5 separate regions of the Mus musculus genome follow, and regions 2, 3, 4 and 5 are each linked to region 1. Evidence: chromatin contacts called from public promoter capture Hi-C data. All regions are on one chromosome and are shown on one strand. The core of a region is the stretch at or near the end of the contact, and the rest is flanking DNA. Distances in the headings are between cores, read along the strand shown.

Evidence for each region. Promoter capture Hi-C pulls out the DNA fragments that hold promoters and counts their contacts.
Region 2: a contact with region 1 is called in a promoter capture Hi-C map of stem cell-derived epiblast-like cells, with 3 times the contacts expected there. The contact joins the promoter of Kcnd3os here to the promoter of Lamtor5 in region 1.
Region 3: a contact with region 1 is called in a promoter capture Hi-C map of pre-B cells, with 6 times the contacts expected there. The contact joins the promoter of Inka2 here to the promoter of Lamtor5 in region 1. A contact is called at or near these places in 6 of 39 promoter capture datasets (the 3T3-L1 cell line, cranial neural crest, hematopoietic stem and progenitor cells and 3 more) and 1 of 9 other capture datasets (adipose tissue).
Region 4: a promoter capture Hi-C map of embryonic stem cells shows a contact between it and region 1, with 3 times the contacts expected there. The contact joins the promoter of Ovgp1 here to the promoter of Lamtor5 in region 1. A contact is called at or near these places in 6 of 39 promoter capture datasets (cranial neural crest, embryonic stem cells, hippocampal neurons and 2 more), 1 of 115 datasets of contacts at active chromatin or transcription factors (embryonic forebrain) and 2 of 9 other capture datasets (adipose tissue and liver).
Region 5: a promoter capture Hi-C map of pre-B cells shows a contact between it and region 1, with 4 times the contacts expected there. The contact joins the promoter of Sars here to the promoter of Lamtor5 in region 1.

Annotation. Positions count from the first base shown.
Region 1 is chr3:107,277,485-107,280,293 of GRCm38.p6, forward strand. It overlaps Lamtor5 (late endosomal/lysosomal adaptor, MAPK and MTOR activator 5), which reads left to right and starts at 1,374. Exons shown (of 4, transcript NM_026774.2): 1 at 1,374-1,629; 2 at 2,386-2,447. The coding sequence starts at 1,433.
Region 2 is chr3:105,451,535-105,454,343 of GRCm38.p6, forward strand. Kcnd3os (potassium voltage-gated channel, Shal-related family, member 3, opposite strand) reads right to left here and starts at 1,421. Exons shown (of 4, transcript NR_040759.1): 1 at 1,019-1,421; 2 at 1-136. Kcnd3 (potassium voltage-gated channel, Shal-related family, member 3) reads left to right here and starts at 356. Exons shown (of 8, transcript NM_019931.2): 1 at 356-1,183.
Region 3 is chr3:105,703,142-105,705,950 of GRCm38.p6, forward strand. Inka2 (inka box actin regulator 2) reads left to right here and starts at 1,458. Exons shown (of 2, transcript NM_175398.4): 1 at 1,458-1,684. The coding sequence starts at 1,628.
Region 4 is chr3:105,972,350-105,975,158 of GRCm38.p6, forward strand. It overlaps Ovgp1 (oviductal glycoprotein 1), which reads left to right and starts at 1,453. Exons shown (of 11, transcript NM_007696.2): 1 at 1,453-1,491; 2 at 2,064-2,093; 3 at 2,490-2,694. The coding sequence starts at 1,467.
Region 5 is chr3:108,443,816-108,446,624 of GRCm38.p6, forward strand. It overlaps Sars (seryl-aminoacyl-tRNA synthetase), which reads right to left and starts at 1,444. Exons shown (of 11, transcript NM_001204979.1): 1 at 1,182-1,444. The coding sequence starts at 1,317.

The sequences.
Region 1 (2,809 bases), core at 124-2,623:
AGTAAATAAAAACTTACTGTCCTGAAAAGGTATTTATAATAAATTCTGTGAAGAATCCCTGCTACATAATTCAGAATTGTATATATAGTATGTATATTGATTTTGCTTTTAAAAAACATTTCTCTACAGAGTGAGTTCCAGGACAGCCAGGGCTACACAGAGAAACCCTGTCTCGAAAAACAAAAAAAAAAAAAAAACAAAAAACAAAAAACAAAAAAAATTCAAATAATACATTTGCAAAGATAGCCATATGGAAAAGATAGTCTCCAAAATATCCTTATCAAACTATCATCTCTTCACAGTAGGACTATGAGTGGTTAGTTTATTCTAAAGTTTTTAAACCCAGGCATGTTGGTGTAATCCCAGCACTTGGGAAGTAAAAGCAGAGAGATCAATACTTCAAGGCCAGCCTCGGACACACTGCAAATTTGAGGGCAATGAGGGGTATATGAGATACTGTCTCTAAAACAGAAAAGGGAATAAAAATTTTAAAGCTCAGTTATTTTAAAGTAATAATACACGGTCTTCACTAACACCTAAAACTTAAACCTAATTTCTTCCCCCTAAAACTTCCCATGACCTAGCTATTAGAAGTATCAATGCAAATTAAATATGGCACATGGCAGTAAATCACAGGACAAAGGTGGGAGAATTCGAGGCCAACCTACGAGAACAAAGAAGGTACCAATGTTAAGATTCTGACACTTTCCCAGCACGCAGTTTGGGGTTTCAACGTGTGCCATCTCTTCCTTTAGTCCCGTGTGTGCACCCCTCCCCATCGGCCCTGTGTGATAGGTTACTTCTCCTCCGATGTTGGTGAAATGAATCAATTTAAACCAGAGTAGATGATGTTAAAGGCAGGTTTATTGGGAAGCTGCCAGCCGGTGGGTGAGTTCACTGGCCCCAAGGACCAAGGCCAGCGAAGTTTCCTGGGAAAGGAAGGAAGAAAGAGAGAAGGGGGAATGTGTGCAGAGAGAGAAAAGGAGAAGGAGACCAAAATGTCTGGATTCTATAGAAAGGAGCCCTATAGAAAGGGAAGGGCAGCCCAGCCCCTGGGCTGGAAAGTTCAGGGTTGGGGGCAAGGTATGCCAGGTGGGAACTGAGGGATGCAGAACCTGGAGGCCAGTTCTGCTTTGATAGGTAAAGTATACACCTCAGCCTCTTGACCTAGGGTCAGAAACTGAGCACTGTCTTCTTAGCGATTGGCCTATTGCATAGATGAGACCATGCCAGACCTGCTGGTTACTTTAAAATTTAAACCAGGTCTACGTCTGGTTAGGACTGGAAATTGCTTGAACCAAATCCAAAGGTTAAAAATCACTAAGTCCAAGTGCTAGGTCAGGAAAAGGCCCTGAGGCCCGACTACAGATTGCTTTGAAGGCCCAGCACCCCCAATCGAAAGCCAGCCATCACTGGTCCTGTGGTAGTAGCTATGCCTTTTCGTAAAGAGCGCGGACGCGGCGCCGCGCTGAATTTCGTCCCTCTGGAGACGCCGTCCAGGCGCCCGCCTCGGTCAAGTCACGTGATCGAGGTTTGCGGTGAAGGAGGAAGTGTTTTGCTGCGGGGTCCTGGCCTGGGGCGGACAGCCTGCGGGATGGAGGCGACTTTGGAGCAGCATTTGGAGGACACGTGAGTAGTGCGTGCGGCCGGTCCTGGGCTCCGGACAGGGGAGCTGGAATGGGACAGCGGCATGGACCGCGAGTGTCTGCGGAAGCGTTTGGGGCACTCGGGGCGGCGAGCGGGTGACTTCTGCCTACGGCCGGGCCGCTCGTTACTGGGTAGTAAAGTTTCGTTAGGCGTGTTCGCAGAATCGAGTAGCTCTTGAGAAGTTTGGGAAACGGATTAAGTTTGGGGAAGGATGCCCCGGGTGTGCTAAATCGAGCCCCCGCAGTGCCAAAGCACTTTCACGCACATCTTCCCGCGTTTGTGGCCCGTCAGTTGCTCAGCGCTTGTGAAGTAAATATATCCGTAAAGTTTTTCAGCTATCTCTGTAAAATTTAAAATTGGGAGGTGTAAAGTGGCTTACAAGAAGACACCTCCTCCTTGAGCTTCTTAATCCCCTCCAGGAGCAATTCCCGTTACTGAGATTTAACAGTTGTCTTCAGGAGTTGCAGTCCTAGAGCATGCTTCTATACCAAGGACAGAGCCCTAAAGATAACTGCCTTGTTTGTGTCTTTGTGAAGCAGAGGTGCCTGAGAAAATGGTTTGGGTTTTGTTTTGTTTATTTAAACAACTCACAGTTTGTCCTCTGAAAGGGGGCGAAAAAATTTAAGGGCTGATTTGAAGTGCTTAATACTCGGTGCATAGAAAATCTGTTTTACTACAGTAATTTGAAATATTTTCTTCACATCATCTGGTTCATCTTTCTTGTGCTCCCAAAATTAGAATGAAGAATCCATCCATTGTTGGAGTCCTATGCACAGATTCACAAGGACTTAATCTGGGCTGTAAGTGTCTCCTACCAGCCTCCCTTTGAAGTTCTGAGAGCCTTAACTTACACTGCTACTATTTTCTAGCTTTTATTCCTGTTACCTTTAGGGCATAGAGACTATCTCCAAGTAAGAGTAGATGGTTGAAGCCTTTCAGTTGCATTTTAAAGGCAGAAATGTTCCTCCCAGTTCTACAACTGTTCCTACTAAAATGGTTTTGAATAAATTTTAAGTGGTCTAGAAAAGGGCTTTAGATAAGGACATCTTTACTGAATGCATTCCCTGTGCAGGCACAGTCAGGCTACACTATTTCCTTAATTGCCTCAATAACCCTGAAAATGGATGATGCTGGCTGCTAGTCCAGCCACTCTCAACAGTAA
Region 2 (2,809 bases), core at 171-2,670, 1.8 Mb before region 1:
GTCACTCCTGAACGACAGTGGCTCTTACGCGGAGATAAAGGCAGTTTGTCTTCCGTGGGATCTTCCCAGCTTTGGCAAACACACCTGACTGTTCAGGGTCAGCCTGTAAGCTTGCGCGGCGACCAGCTGCACCTCACTAGGTGACCAAGGAGAGGAGTTAGTTGCTCTACCGCGTGGACAGTGAATGGGAAACAGACAGCCAGTTAAGTGTACACACCCCACGCGCATACACGCCAGCGCTCCCTACCACCTCTTCCTAAGTCCCCAGCCACACACGCCCCCGAACTCACGATCACGCCGCACGCCCGGCTCCTCCCCCACCCCCAAGCCAAGCTCACCTTGCCACGCTCGCCCCATGCCCACCCTCGCCGGCACACGCGCTCACACTCGCGTCCGCACACTCCACTACCACCTCCAGGCACACCCTAGGATTCCTCCACTCTCCTGGGGAGACGCACCAGGCTCTGCCTAGTCTCCCCGCCTCCCCCCCCCCGCTGCAGCCCCCCCACTCACGCGCGCGCCCTACACACACACACACACACACACACACACACACACACACCCTCGCGCAGAGTCACTCCCCCTCGCACGCCCTCGCCCTGGGCACCCTCCGGCGGCTAGGCTCCCGGGTCCTCCTCCTCGCTCCCTCCGCAGCCTGGCCGCTCTGCTCTCTCGGGCCCGGCCTGGGGCCGCTCGGCCCGTGGGGATCGGTGGGGAGCGGAGGGCGCAGCCTCGCCGCCTCCCCCGGACTCTCCTCTCCGCCCCGCCCGCGCCGCGCCCCCACCGCCTCCTCGGGAGAGGCAGCCCGTGGCCGGCCCGGCTCCGCTCTGCCCGGCATCAGCGGCGGCGGGGGCAGGGAACGAGCGAACCGGAGCTCACGAGCCCGAGAGCGGAGCGGCTAGGCGGGGAGGGGACACGCTGCCAAGCCCGGGCTGGAGCGGCGGTGGCGGTGGCGGCGGCGGCGGCGGCGGCAGCGGGGGAGGAACGGCCCCACGGACGGACCGACGCACGAACCGACCGAGTGAAGGAGGGACGAGCGAGACTTCGCCGGCGAGGAGGAGCCGCCCGAGCGGCGGCTGCTGGGCGCTTCCCCGCGCTGCTGGGCGCTCTGCGCCTCGGCGGCCCCTGGCCTCAGCTTCCTCGCGCGCGCGGGGCGCGGGGCCTGGGGCTGGCTTCGGCGAAGGTAAGAGGGAAACGACCGAGCCTCCCAGAGACAGCAAGTGCGAGGAGCGCTGCTCCCACGCCTGTTGCTCCCGCTGCCCACGCGGCACCCTCCCACTCCCGCGCCCGGGTGGGTGGGCGCTGGGGCGCCGGAAGGATTGGGGGTGGGGCCGGGCCGTGGGGGAGCAAGCAGCCGGCCTGGGGGCGTCGGTTCCCTGGGCTGCAGAGCCACCTCCGGGCACTGGGGCGCCGAGAGGTTTGGGGGTGGGGGTGTGAACCTCTGCCCTCTTGCCATTGGCCTGCCTTCCCTCGCCGGGCGCCAGGAGCAGCGCCCCGGGACCTGGCTGCAGGTGGCGACGGTTTGCTCCGTCCCCGCTCTTTGTGAGCTGAGAAGAGAAATGGCTGAGAGTGGAAGCTGGGAGCCGTTTGGGGCGCTTTGCAAAGTTCTCCAGCCAGGCGAGCCTGTGTTTGCCTGTTAGAGGATGAGGCTGGTCCAGCTCGTCCTGCCTGGCACATCTTTTCTTTCCCGGGAAAGGTCCCATAAGTGTCCCGAGAGACCATAGGGAAGGGGGTTCAAATTTGTTTTAACAGAGTGTTTACACTAGGGATGGGCAGAGAAGTTACCTGGAAATCAACTAGATTCCTGTGCTTTCTTAGTGCTGGCATTTAATTCAGCCCACGTTGTTCTCCTTTTATCCCGGGCAGCCTTGATAAGTCAGCAACAGGCTGAGAGGTTCCAGACCTGAAATCAAGGCAAAGAAAGTCTCCGTGTATTTGACGGAGCCTCTGAACTTTCACGGGGTGATAGGCGGCACAATGCAATCAGTAATCAGGTTTTACAGGGTGGTCATGCATGAATGTAGGTGATGCTTGAATCGATGCCTTATTTACTGTTACTTCCAGGGAACCTGAAGGTTTAATCTCGGAAAGCGGGGGGAAGGGGGATTCTGGGCATTCATTCAATGCAAAGCGTGTGTACATTTCCCCATGTGGACACATACCGGCCCACTGAAAGGAGCTGATGTGTTTATTTTTTTTCCATGTTGCGTCTTGAATGCTATAAGACGTAAGTACACAAGGGACCTCCAGAGGAAGAACGATTAACAGCGGCTTCCTTTTGCCGTTGAGGAGGCTGGAGAAAGAGTTTGGGGAAACTGCACTGGCCATCCTAGGAGCTAGGAGAGGCACTGTAAAGAAGAGGATCTGCAGGTCCCAGGCCTGTGCCCCACGGGATCTCCAGCATGGCCCCCATGCTCATTTCATACCCAACAAAATCCCGCAGACACGGGACAGACTCCCTGGGGGCGTGAAACAGTTCCCCAGACCAGCTCTGATTTCTGAGGACTCTCCTCCGAGGTCATTGAAGGGCAGATCTTGGTGATGTGACTTTTTTTTTTTTGTTTGTTTTTCTGCTTTGTGTCTGTTCAGGTGAAATGGAAGTGTCAACCCCCCAGGACAGGAGGTCTGCCTTTTTTTTTTTTTTTTTTTTTGACCCTCTGCTTCTAAAATAGACGTTGCTTAGCAGGCAGCTGACTTTTTACAGCAGGAGAAAGTGTTCTCTTTTTCTTTTTCAGGATTTTTTCATGTTTGTCATTTCTGCATTTACCTGGTTTTAATCTCTCTCCCTCCTGCATCCCTACCTCACCCC
Region 3 (2,809 bases), core at 208-2,707, 1.6 Mb before region 1:
AACCACAGCCAGTACCCTAAATTCCAAAGATGTTCATGCCCAGGTTTCAGGGATGGAGAAAACCACAGATCTGCAAATGTTTACCGAGAGCTCCTTACAACCGGCTGCTGTTCTGCAGGGTGAAGATATAACTGTGTAAAAGGGGTGGGGCTTCAGGGTGGGGAACCCACCTCTGTTTCCTAGGAGGGTCATGGTGGAGGATGCTGCTCTGACCCACTACTTTCTTGAACTGATTCAACAGCACCAACACCGTCCAGCCTAACTTTCTGACTGGCACATCACTCTGAAGAGGAGTGAGAAGATAGGCCAGGAGCATAGTCACAGTCACCAAGTTCTTCACCTACCCCCTAAATGTTTTTGAAGAAGTGATCTTGGCTGGCATCAAATGAATGTCCACAGTGTCTGCTTTCTCCCTTCGCGGCTTCTCTTGCATCCTTTTGGTTCTGTCTCACACAGACCACCAAAATCTTGCCAGGGGCAAACTTTCCCCTATTAATTTTCTTGAAACAAAGCAAAGCAAATTGTTACTAATTACTCTGGCAGGCCGAATGGTGAGGTGTTTGCTCACCGAGGGTAACTTAAGTCAGGCAAGTGGCCAGGAGGCCGGCTTTAGAAGTATCGAGTTGGACTGGCCTGCAGAAGCACCCCTTTCGCTGTGCCCCAACTCCACCCCTTACACCCCTAGGAGTTACTGCATGGGTACCAGGGAAATGCCTGTCAACTATCCTCAGAGCGTCCTCAAGTCCTCTTCTCCCCTATTCAAGAAGGCCAGCATTAGGGAGTTCTAGGAAGGGAAAGGCCTGTTTCTCCACTCCCTGCCAACTCTATTGAAACAGCTCCCAACACCCCATCTTTAAATCTTCCATTAAAATTCGCTCTCTGAAGTGACTATCCTCATATTTACTTGTTTGTCTCATAGTTCCTTCTCCTCCACGATAAAAGTTATGCAAGGCTGAGACCTTGTCTCTCTTACTCAGTATCACCAGGTCTACCTTGAACACAATAGACTGCCACACCAGCTGAGACCTAGCGGAAGCCGCTTCCTTCCGCTAGCGCTAGAGAGGAGTGGGCCCGGAGGAGATGAAATGGAGCCGTGAACTTCCAGGACCCTCTTTAGAAAGAAAAGGCTTCTGAGGGATTTAAGGGGAAGGCAAAGGAGAGCGTTTTCTTCTCTGAAAGGAGTTAAGATTCAACACTGTGACCCTCCTGCCTAGTCCTAGTCCTCAATCCTAAAACTGCGTTCTTCCTTTATAATAGACAATGAATGCACTTGACTGGGGGCTTTGCCAGTTCCATGCCCCACAGAACCCAGAACCTAATCAAGACCTCTGCGAGTCTCCCAGTAGTTGCTGCTGTCTGCAAGGCCGGTGACAGACTTTCTCGGGTCGCCAGGCCCGAGCACCCCCCCTCCCCGACCGCTCTTCCCATTGGCCGAAGATACCCCTTCTGAGTTCTCATTGGCTGCTGCACTTTTCCTCCGCCCCTATCCCGGGCATTGAGCGGCAGCAGCGGGGAACGCCGCTCTAAGTCCCCACGCTGGAGCTGAGGCTCGGCTCAGCGCGGATAAGGGCGCGGAGCGCACTGAGAACCCTACTTTCTCGTGAGCCCGAGCCCAGCAAATGGGCGAATGACAAAGGAGAGCAAGGACATGGACTGCTATCTGCGTCGCCTCAAACAGGAGCTGGTAAGATCGGAGCAGGAGCCTGGGGACAGGGAGGACTGCTCCACCCAGACCTAGGTACCTGACTTGCCCCCCCCCCCCCCCCCCGCGCTCCGTGCACCGGGCGGAAGCGGAGAGGAGAGGGGAGGAGAGGAGAGGAGAGGAGAGAGGATGCCAACTGGTAGGTAGAGGCTAGGGACGTTGCTCAGAGGTAACAAACTTTGGCAAAGATTTCTGATGAGATATGGACAAGTAACAGGGAGTCAGAGCACCCAGATAAGTTGAATGTGACAGAACAACTGAAGAGAAAGGAGGACACACCCAGAGGGGACAGGCACACGGACGGAGTAAGGCTCAAGTGTCCAGAGTCGCAGGAATGACAGGCACAGGCATCGGGCGCCAGTGGTCGGGTGCCGGGCTCCTGAAGCGCGCAGACAGGTCCCTGCCCTGTGCAGGAGGTCAGGCTGGACTGCTCGCTCGCTCGTGGGGAGCTGGCACCGCCCGGGGCCCCCAGCTCTGCTGGGCTTGGCAGAGCTGGCGCGGCTGCGGGGGCAGGCTTGGCCGGCTGTCTGCCCGGGCTTGTCTGCCAGCAGGGAGGGGGGTGGCAGCTGTAATGACGGGGGAGGAGGGGTGCCGCCTGGCAGATCGCGGAGCGGGAGTTGTGGAGGCTCGGCCAGATGTCAGGTCTGGGCTTGGGGAGTGCGCTGGGAGTGTGCGGGGCCTCGGGGTGCTGAGGGTGAGTATGCTACCCTGGAGTGGGGGGATGAATCACTGAAGAGGGATAAGTGACTGTTAAGGCTGTGTTAGGGAAGCCAGGTGAATTCTGATTTCTTTCTCTTGCCTCTCTCTCCTCTTGTCTCTCTTCTCTCTCCTCTTTCCCCTCTCCCTCCTCCTTCCCCTCCTTCCCTCCCTTTCTCCCTCCCTTCTGGTTTTCCTTTACCACCAGGATTCAGACAGATAGGTAGGTAATGTGCGTCTTTTCTCAGCTCCGCCCGTCCCTTCTCCATCTAGACTGCCTTAGCTTCTACCTCCCACTCCACCTCTCAATGTCTCCTTCATTTTTATCTCCCATGGCAGTAGGCCCTCCTGGCTCACTTAGCTCCTTCTTTCTTCTATTCAGTCAGGTCACCCAGGCAGATCTGGATTCAG
Region 4 (2,809 bases), core at 203-2,702, 1.3 Mb before region 1:
GAGGGACCCTGACAACATTGAGGCTCCAGAAATCAGATGTACCAATAGTTTATAGATCCGGTTGCAAAGTCATAGACCCAGTAACAAGAACTGGAGCACAGGAATGGTGACTGGGATGCAAGAGGAGCATGCATGGTCATTAGAGTGAAAAGGCATTAGGCGTCATTAAGCCAATGCTACTAGGTGTTGCCAATCCTGACTTATGTTGGCCTTGGGGGTACTTGCTGATTTAGGTCAAAAGTGGGATGTGGGAATGGATGGTACACGAAACAGATAGGACGAATGGGGCCCCAGGGATGGTACGTGCAGGAAGGGGCTCTAGGGTCTGTTCGATAATAAAGCCCACACTCACACACCCATGTTCTACATATTTTGTCTTTGTTCTTTGGTACCCAAATAAACTACTGGTTTAAAAATTATGAGGTTTCTTGCTTATTTCATCCCACAAATGAAGGACAAATGTTCAACAGATTTGACCACTGGGCACTGTTTTCCTTTCTCCTCCATTGCCCTGAGATCTGCTTAGTACCCCCTATTATAGATGCTCCATGTACAGCAGCATCTGTCTTAGAGAGGCTACACAGTCTGAGGCCATCTGGAACAGAGAAAGAAAACCAATGAATCAAAGATACCTGATTTATGCTTTAAAAAAACAAAAACTTTTCATGATTGTAGAGTTTCTTTAAAATTGGTTCTTGGGTATTCATATACCTGAGGCTCAGGTCACCTCATAGTTGGCTCATATGTTCGCCCAGTAGACACTGGGTCTGAACTCTGTCATGTAGAAAACATATAAAATGCTGTTTTAGTGTGTTTACTTCACCTGTTCAGAAGTGTCAGTATTTGCTTTTGAGCATCCTGCTCTTTTGAGCAACTTGCTAATGACATCTGTAAGTAATTAAACTTATATTTTATGCAAACCATAGTCTTCACATCTCTTTAGTTTTCATAAATTCCTTCGAAGTAAGAACAAACTATATGTGGGAAACAGGCTTTCTTTTATGTGTGGAAACTTTGGGGCTCAGTAACTCATCCAAAACTATAAAACTTCCTAAATAGCCAAAAGCCTTAGTCCAAAGCCAAAGCTTTGAAACTTTCTGATACAGTTTTCCTGATAATCTTGTATAGACTTCATCATGTCCTAGGTCTCCTCCATCTCAACTGCAGAGCTGGATACCAGGAAATGGGACTGATTGCCAGACAAGTCTCAGGGCTACTGCATTTGTTTTTGTTATAGCCTGTGGTGAATACTCACTCCCTGCTAGTGTCAGGTCAGGGATATTGATTTGTTGGCTCTGAGAACTACAGCTGTTCTGGAGAGAGAGTTCAAGTTGTCAGCGGTCATTGTGACTCTTGAATCATTGTTTCTGGCGTGGTGCTTACGTGTAGCTGACTCCATGCTGCAGGTGAGCCAACTCCTATTAAAGAGTCTTGAGCTTCATCACCAGAGCTACCAGGCAGTTGAGATGGGGAGGCTGCTGCTGCTGGCTGGTGAGTGTGACAGAGCCTAGCAATGACATAGTCCAGGAGATAGCAGTTTGTCTTGTCTCTAGTGCCTAGCAGAGAAACCTGGGGCTTAGGGAGCTGGATTATGTGAATGTGGGGTAGAAAAGAAAAGAAAGGCACCTGTGGAGGAAGGGGCTGGGCAGTAGTTCTCCAACCTGGTGGTTTTCATGCTTGGGCTTCATCTTGGACCAGTTAATTTGAAATTTCTGATGAGAGGGCTATGATGTGTATGTGCGCACGTGCGCGTGTGTGTACGTACTTTTGAATTTGTAGCCAGAATTGAGAATCACTGGCCGAGAGCTTTAGCACACACTTCTAACCATCATTGTCCCTATGCAAAGCAGGTACATGTAGCATGCGATGTGCTTTAGAAAAGGAGCTTAGACTAGTTCCACTCTGTTAGCTTTGGAGGAGAGGAAACCAGTGACTGATGCATGTCTCTATTTGTGTGTCTACATGTGTACATGGTGCTGAGCTGGAGAGGGCACTTGCTAACTGGAGGGTGTGTGGAGTGTGCACTCTGCATGTGTGTATATGAATTTCTTCATTTCCTGCAGGGCTGGTTCTTCTGATGAAACACAGTGATGGTGAGGAAACCACTTCTCCTCCAGAGCCAGGGAGATTCTCTGGCTAGGAAATCTCTATTCAGCGTCTCCTGAACCTCTGCCTGTCATGGCTCCTTGGCCAGAGGTTATTAATCCAATACAATCCAACACAGGACTCTGGTTATTTGCTGTTTGTATGTATCCTTATGTGCCAGGATCTACTCTCATGAGGCATTCTTTCTTCTCTGGAGCCTCAGCAAAAGGTCAGGATGTCTGGGGGCATGCATAAGCAGCTTTGGTGTATGTTTACGGGGGATATGGAGGCTGTTACAGTGGCCTGGTCTCTGATTAGGCTTGTTGACTCACTCTACTGTCAAGAATCTGAGTTCCCTTCTTGCCCCATGATCTCTGCTGATTAATACTTGCTCTTCTTGCCAGGTACTGCCTACAAACTGGTGTGCTATTTCACCAATTGGGCACATAGTCGGCCAGGCCCTGCCTCCATCATGCCCCATGACCTGGACCCCTTTCTTTGTACGCATCTGATATTTGCCTTTGCCTCAATGAGCAACAATCAGATTGTGGCCAAGAATCTGCAGGATGAAAACGTTCTCTATCCAGAGTTCAACAAACTCAAGGAAAGGTATGTTAGATGTGTACTTGAGTTCTCAGATTTTATAGCTTGAAGGAGATTATGCCCACAACTCTTATTACTCTTAAAATTTCCTGGTTTTTCTAATTCAATTTTCCCTCAAATG
Region 5 (2,809 bases), core at 194-2,693, 1.2 Mb after region 1:
CCAATTCAAAACTTTTGGTCCAAGTGTAAACTCTGACAAATTACCCTATTAGAGTACCTGAGACATACAGAACAGGTACACAACTGTCAGCTAAGCAAATATGTTTTGATACCAAAGAAGCTTTTTAACAGTAAAATCATGTCCACAAAACACCCCTATGGGTATGGTGGCACACACCCTTGATCACTCTCGAAGCAGAGGCAAGTGGATCTCTGAGTTCAAGGCCAGCCTGGTCTACAGAGCAAGTTCCAGGATAGCCAGGGCTACAGAGAGAAAGAAATCCTGTTTATTTTGGAGGGTGGGAGTAGGAGGGAGACACTCTTGGATCGTGGGATTGCCTTAGCAGTGCTCTTATAAACCAGGTTCTCAGCTGGTTGCAGACCTATTGCATCAGACTACCCGAGTCACATGCCACTGACAACATCCGGTCTGCCAGGTGATCACTTGGGAGGCAGAGGATTCTAGAGCTTCTTTTAATTTCCTGAATGACGATGGGTCACTTCTACGCTGCCAACGTCTTTTCCAGAAAACTACCACAAATCACAACCATCCTCAGTAATTACAAGCTTTTTCTTGCCTTACAGCACCCCTCCGTCCTATCTGATCTAGCACGGAAAAGCCTGATTCTTAAAGGTATGCCTTCAGGGTTGGAGAAGTGGCCACCCCAAATTTCAGGGTCACTGCATTTAGTCAAGAGTAGCCTCCAAAGTCCCCAGATGGTTCGACTGGGGTGGAGTAATCCTAGGGTGCTGCAGAAGTCACTCAGTCTGAGAGAGCAGCCTTTGATCCCTGCAAAACCCGGAGGACTACGCTGGGTTTGCTAAAGACGAATAAAACACTGAGAATGACCAAAATGTATAGAAAATTAATTCCCAGCCCGCCCCCCAAGTAAAACTCCAGCTCTGGCTTGCTGTAGCTACGCAAGGGCCTGACAGCTCTCCCTGCGCGTGCGTGCGTGCAGCTCCTTCCTAAAGCACTGGCGGCAGTCAGCATAGAGCACGCGCGGGGAGGGACCCAGGCCGCGGGAGCTGCAGGGAGAGGGGGACAAGCCCGGTTCCCAGCTTGTTCTACGGACAAGCCGGTAGAGCCGGCCAGTCGCGGGAGCATCTGACAAAAGCTGTAAGCTGTGACCTCTGAAGCCATGAGGGATTCAAGGGATACTGCGAGCTCCTGGTACTTACATCGTCGCCACTCACTGTCTGCTTTCACCAGCTGGTCCACCAGCCCCGGGTCCTTGAAGCGCTTCTCCTGCGTCTCTCGAATGAGGGCTGGGTCCCCTCCTTTATCCACCCGAAACAAATCCAGGTCCAGCACCATCCTTCTACCTCACCAGTTAACACTAAGAGAGGACTGTAAGCGGCGGGTGGACGATGCACTGCGCCTGCGCGCTGACCTGGTCTCACTGCGCAGGCACCCGGCAGCCCGGGAGGGGGCGGCGCCTAGCTCGCCGGAAGCCGCAGTGTTAGGCAGGGTCCAGAGGGAGTGGTGAGAAGTGAAAAGGGCGTGGTAGCCTTATGCGGGTTGTTTCTCTGCTGAACTCCTTACTGAAAGGCCTTCTGATCGCCCCCCACTGAAATCGTGAATGCCTCAGGTTCCTCTGGTTGAAGGGAGTATCTCGGTGTGGACCGAAGCTGACTTGGAAGACAATGCACTTTGCAGATGCCAGTTTTCCTCTATCTTGATTACAGAGCACACACCCAGTTACCTACCCTCAAGATTCTCGAGCCCTGGGGCTTTTTGTTTTGATACAGGGTCTCACAGTGTAGCTCTGACTAGCAACTATGTAAACCTGGCCAGCCTCAAACAAAATGTTGGGATTAAAGATGTGTGCCATTTCATCCTTTATTTTTCTTTTTATACTAGCCCTACCCCCTTCCTCCCGCAACAAACCTTTGCCAAGCCCCCCTGAGATAAAAGGACAAGGTTAGAGACCCTGATGGACTTAATAAACAGAGACACTGGAGGGAGGCTAGGAGGCAGGATAATCTGAGCTTGTCCCCTCCCGGTCTCCTGCAGCTTTGGCTACAGTTTTGTGTTGAAAACCAGGGGAAGAAGGGTTGGGTGTCAGAAGACAGTCCATGAGATGAGCACACCTCTCTTCTCACATATCCCTCACCCAAATCCAATAGACCTTTGCAAGAAGTTGTAGCTTATATTTACGATTGAAACTATTCTATGTTTATGTAATTTGAGCATTGCCAGGCTATTCTATCAACACGTTCAAGTTATTCTTTTTGTCTGTTTGTTTGTTTTGTTTGTTGAGATAGAATCTATAGGCCTGGCTGTCCTGGAGCTCACTATGTAGACCAGGCTGGCTTCAGACAGAGATGCCTGCCTCTTCCTGGGGAGTCTCTGGTATCAAAGGGGTGTGCCACCAAGCCCAACCTACACACACCTGTTACTCTTAAAGTGAGAAGACCTCATTTGAAATTACCTCTCTTGGCCAGATGTGGTAGTGCATGTCCATGTGCATCCCTTGTGAGTGGGAGCAGCGGGTGCATGAGTTCAGGGCCAGCATGTCTCCAAAAAACCCAAACCTAGTCAGGCTTAGTAGTAGGTGCCTTTTATATCACATCGGAGGTAGAGAGCTCTGTAAAGTCAAGGCCAGCCTGTTCTAAATACCGAACTCCAAGCCAGCCAGAGCTGTGTAGTGAGAATCTGTCTCAAAAACCAAACACACATACAACCAAACCAAAAACCTACTGCTCTCACACAGTAGAAAACATTAACTAACACGGAACCCACAAACCTGCTCTCCCCTTCCTGTGTCTTCTCCTAAAAAGAACACTTTCCTGAGTATCTAGCAATC